Linked DNA regions of Xenopus laevis: region 1 is linked to region 2. A link is a contact called in public Hi-C data. All regions are on one chromosome and are shown on one strand. The core of a region is the stretch at or near the end of the contact, and the rest is flanking DNA. Distances in the headings are between cores, read along the strand shown. Region 1 has its middle 25 kb from the start of ramp1.L. Region 2 has its middle 37 kb from the start of trpm8b.L.

Region 1 (2,745 bases), core at 57-2,556, 160 kb before region 2:
TATGGAATACAGCAGTGCAACCCATTGTGTGTGGTTTTTACTTCAAGGGCATTATGTCATGGGTGTCTTCTATGTATGATACTTTTTTTTTTACACTGGTGTGCTTAGGTTATGGCACATGGGGTGTTTTTTCAGCCTGGCAAATTTAATTCAACTAAAAAGCACTTGTTGATCATCTTTCACAGAAGAGCAGGAATGAATACTTTTCAGACTGAAAATGAAAGACAATCTCATGTACATTTTAGTTTGCCGAAATACCTATGGCTAAAATGTGCCCTAGTAACATTAGCCTTAGATAACTTTTCACCTTTGGTTATTAAAATGTATTTGGTTAAAAAGTTAAAGGGATACTGTCATGGGAATTTTTTTTTTTTTTTAAATAACTCAGTTAATAGTGCTGCTCCAGCAGAATTCTGCACTGAAATCCATTTCTCAAAAGAGCAGATTATTTTATATTCAATTTTGAAATCTGACATGGGGCTAGACATATTGTCAATTTCCCAGCTGCCCCTGGTCATGTGACTTGTGCTCTGATAAACTTCAATCACTCTTTACTGCTTTACTGCAAGTTGGAGTAATATCACCCCCTCCCTTCCCCCCCCAGCAGCCAAACAAACGAACAATGGGAAGGTAACCAGATAGCAGCTCCCTAACACAAAATAACAGTTGCCTGGTAGATCTAAGAACAACACTCAATAGTAAAAACCCATGTCCCACTGAGAGACATTCAGTAGTAACATTGAGAAGGAAAAACAGCAGCCTGCCAGAAAGCATTTCTCTCTTAAAGTTCAGGCACAAGTCACATGACTGGGGGCAGCTGGGAAATTGACAAAATGTCTAGCCCCATGTCAGATTTCAAAATTTAATTTAAAAAAATCTGTTTGTTCTTTTGAGAAATGGATTTCAGTGCAGAATTCTGCTCGAGTAGCACTATTAACTGATGCGTTTTGAAAAAAACATGTTTTCCAATGACAGGATCCCTTTAATGGTTAATGCCTCTGTATTATTGATTTTGGTATAAAGTTATTCAGCTGAAGTTCAGTAACATCCAAAGTAAATGGAGCCTTATATAATAGCTGTTTGTACAGATAAAGAGTAGTCTATGATATAGGTTCTATTAGTTAGGGCTATGGTACATTTGGTATTTCTTTTACTGTCATTTTCTGTACTGCTGCCCATTACTGGCTTCTTGCATCATATCATTCTTTATTTGCCTTCAGTTCTTTTTCATTTCTATGTATCGTATGTCAGTGTCACGTATCCATCACTAGGGGTCCTCAGCTGCTTATGGTTCAGTGCAAGTGTCCTGCTCCCATTATGGATCGACATGTATAGACACTGGTTTCTAAGAAACTGGCAACACCAGCACACAGATATACTCTGCGTATACTCACATCAACAGCTTGCTGAGTCTAGCCAATGGCATTGAATAATAGGGCACAACATGATCAACAACTGAAAAGCTGAAAGCATGTATCATTATTACAGGGACATCTGGGCTGTTACAGTAAGTTCAAATGATAAAATACAGTATTTCCAGCAAAAATATTTTTTAGCCTTTAATTTTCCTTTAACCGTTACAATTGTATGGCAAACATTGGGTGACTGCTTATATCCTACCCTAGCTCTTTTAAAACATGTTGTTCACTTGTAGATACAGTAGTTTTTTCCTATCTCTATCACTATATTAACAATATGATCAATACACTGATTCATGCCCAAGCTTTTGCATTCATCTGTATTATTAACCACAGAGACAGATTAAGGTTGCAAATAAAATGGGTTTAATTAGAAAACACATATAGCAAAATATAGAAATCTAGCACAGGAGTCATTTCATGGACAACTGTGGTCACAAAACAGTTTGAATATACCAAGTTTTAGATCATGTGCATCAGCCAAAACAATTAAATTACCACAAAATAGGTTGCATAAAGTCAATAGGGTTACCAACAATGAAGTAGTACAATGCTTTGCTATGACTGCATAGAGTACCATCAAACTTCTAATTAGCCAGGTACAGTAATCATTGCTTATATTAAGCATGTTAGACATTAGTCATGCTGCCATCATTTTTCCTAGAGTTCTCCTAGACTCCCAGTTTGTGTTTCTGTATCAAGACTACATTGGTGGATTCAAAAAAACCAAAACATATTGTGTCCTTAATCTTCCACTTAAAGGAAAACTATACCCCCAAAATGAATACTTAAGCAACAGATAGTTTATATCAAATTGAATGACATATTAAAGAATCTTACCAAACTGGAATATATATTTACATAAATATTGCCCTTTTACATCTCTTGCCTTGAACCACCATTTCGTGACTCTATCTGTGCTGCCTCAGAGATCACCTGACCAGAAATACTACAACACTAACTGTAACAGGAAGAAGTGAGGAAGCAAAAGGCAGAACTCTGTCTGTTAATTGGCTCATGTGACCTTACATGTGGTTTGTATGTGTGCACAGTGAATCGTACGATCTCAGGGGGCGGCCCTTATTTTTTAAAATGGCAATTTTCTATTTATGATTACCCAATTGCACATACTACTAAAAAAGTATATTATTATGATAATGGTTCATTTACATGAAGCAGGGTTTTACACATGAGCTGTTTTACTCAGTATCTTTTAATAGAGACCTACATTGTTTGGGGGGTATAGTTTTCCTTTAAATCCCTTCCAGATTGGAGCAAGTGTATATAGAAGCAAGGTTTAGTGAGCCACAGCAATGCTTCAAGGGTT
Region 2 (2,785 bases), core at 96-2,595:
CATTATTTGAAATGGGGCTGTACTCACTCAGGCGCGTGTAGGCAACATGCTGCATTTTTCCTGCGTTCGGCGCCTACACGCGCCTGAGTGAGTACAGCCCCATTTCAAATAATGACTTGCATCTATTCCTGCGCTCCCCTGTGGCTGAACGCCAAAAAACGGAACGCAGGGGAGCGCAGGTCAGAACGCTCATGTGTAAGAGCCCTAAAGCATGATTAAGGCTACTGTTCTTCTGTCCATGATAAAGAATAAAGATAATAATGTCCAGAGGGACATATATTCCTGAGGTCTCTGCAGTTCATTCGCAGCTGGATATTGTGTAAGGAAAATTGCTTCCTGCTCTGCTGAAAAACAACAGGTGCAGCACCATAAATTGTCATTCTGGTGGAGGTTTGTGCATCTTCACTGAAAGGCCTGGGATTGCTACAAAGCATTTATTCTTATGCTTCCAAACTGTCAGTAGGATTATTAATCCTCCGAGTACAGTCACACATGTAATACTCATCAGGCACCGGAATAAAGAGAAAACCTTGGGCTAATTCATTTTGCACCTGTAAATAGTGAAACAGCACAATAGTCTCCCAATGGGCTTTCCTTGTTAAACTCACTGTATGTACCATGCTACCGTGTCTTATAGAGCTAAGATATCTTCCACATTCCAGCTGTGACTGGGGCTGCCCTTAGGGCATAGTGGGGCCTTGAGCAGCATATCCATTATTGGGCCTCTGTCCTACCTGCAGCTGCTGATAAATTACAACTCTCACGTGGTCCATCAGCCTTTCCTTGTCGTATTGAGTTGTTGTTCAAACAAAGCTTTACACTATTGCACAGCTGCAATCCCCTCCCTGATGCCAACTCCCCTGAATATATACAGTCACACAGTTACAATCCTACTAATGCACCCCTTGCCCTGACACCATCATTCATAATTATTTATTTAAACAACTCAACATTTATATAAGCCCCCCCCTCCAACTCCCACATATCCATTCTGTGGGGGCAATAAATCATGAAACAGACAGATATAAAAATAATAGGCATTAAGATCAGTGAATTCTGCAGTCTGTCGTATAACCCTGCCAAAAGATATCCCTGTTGCACATTCAGTTCAGTACATTTATCTCAGAATGTGGATACATTATAAATACATTTATAGCATTACAACAGGTTGGAATCAATACAAAGCATTTGGTTTTCGTCACCATGCAGGAAGCAATGGGTTATTCCACTGGCACAATGCAGCTTTTGGACTCTTAGCTTCTATTGATTTGTGTAAACCCTGCAGGCTGCTGAGCTTCCTGGAACCTTCCTCCCAGCCCTCACACACACATCTCATCTGCAGCCATAAATTATTCACAGGCTACAAGTTCACATACAGGTCTCACAGGATGGAAATTCCTTGTACTAGTCTGCCATCTTGTGATAGAATGTGGTAAAACATCCATAGAAACCACCCTCTTTGTCTGAAGTTTACTGAACCATCATAATAAGGAAACATAACAGCTCATTTACTATGTGCAGTAAGTGCAAACAATTTACATAATACTCCAGGCTCCATACCACCCATCAGACCTGGACTGGCAATCTGTGAGTTCTGGAAAATGCCAGAGGGGCTGCTGTAAGTTGCCATAGAAAGTCACTATTTAATGGGCTGGTAGGGGCTGTTTGGCCCTTTGTGTGACTGAAATGCCAGGGCCTATTTTGATTCTCAGTCCAGACCTTCCACCTATTCCTAAACTTGAGCATTATTCAGAAGTGGAAGTTAGAGAGTGAACAAAGGCGTCTGTACTCATACCTCCCAATTGTCTCGTTTTTTCCGGGACAGTACCAATTTTGACAGCTCAACCCGCAGTTCCGGATTGTTACTGAAATGTCTCAACTTTCTCTGTGATCTCCTGCACTGAACAGCCAAAAAAAAAAAAGATACAAAGTTTCTGAAACTTAATTGGCTTTTGGCAGAGAGCCCATAACACTCAGCAGGTGCACTTTGATACTTTTGTAACAATTTAAGATAACCAAAGAAACAATTGTTACAATTTAAGATAAGCAAAGAAGCATTGTAACAATTTAAGATAAGCAATCGTAACAATTTAAGATAAGCGGATATCTTTGGAAAACTGTGACTTGGAGCTTACAGGGCAATTCATCTTTATTAGCAAAACTGTAATAACACATAAAAAACACAGAAATGTTTTCAAGCTTTCATAACCTGCCAAATTTTGTAAAATGAACATGGTAATTAGGGGCTGTGGCCACAAAAATGGGCATGGTCGAAAAATGCCGCCAAGCTATGTGCAGCAGATCAATTTGTCCCTCTTTCTATTTCTAAAATGTTGGGAGTGTCATGAATCGGCACCCAAAATCCAGAACCAATGCTAAGCTCCCTGTTGTCGGCTCCTTCCGCCTTTCACCTTGGGAGGAGCCCTCGGCTAATTGGATGCCGCCAGGTCTTATTAAGAGAGGAGCCAAGCGAGGGTTCTGGACAAGCAAGTGGGGCACGATTGTTAAGTAAAAGTCACAGTTCAAGCATAAGACGAAATCGTAGTCAAACAGGCCGGGTCAGTGCAGGCAGAATTCTAGCGGCATCAGACAGGCAAGAGTCAAAGCGGGGAGATCAATCAAGAGTTGTCCAAACAGGCACGGGTCGGGTTACCAGGCAGGGGTCAGGATCACAGACAGTGGCGTAACTAGTTGTTACTGGGCCCCATAGCAAATTCAATTTAGGGCCCCAAAATATTTATAAGTTGGCCTATTTTATATATTAAAATTGCTAATTAATTAGGGT

Evidence for each region. Hi-C and Micro-C count contacts between places; a contact is called where the count stands out from the background.
Region 1: a contact with region 2 is called in a Hi-C map of the XL177 cell line, with 7 times the contacts expected there. The contact joins two enhancer-like sites. A contact is called at or near these places in 2 of 4 Hi-C or Micro-C datasets (the XL177 cell line and the XTC cell line).

Annotation. Positions count from the first base shown.
Region 1 is chr9_10L:83,786,777-83,789,521 of Xenopus_laevis_v10.1, reverse strand. No RefSeq gene overlaps it. Among protein-coding and RNA genes, the nearest start is that of ramp1.L, 25 kb to the left of the region's middle. Within about 2 kb of position 1,306, at least 1 of the 7 cell types and tissues checked has an H3K27ac peak or open chromatin away from gene starts, as enhancers often do.
Region 2 is chr9_10L:83,624,176-83,626,960 of Xenopus_laevis_v10.1, reverse strand. No RefSeq gene overlaps it. Among protein-coding and RNA genes, the nearest start is that of trpm8b.L, 37 kb to the right of the region's middle. Within about 2 kb of position 1,345, at least 1 of the 7 cell types and tissues checked has an H3K27ac peak or open chromatin away from gene starts, as enhancers often do.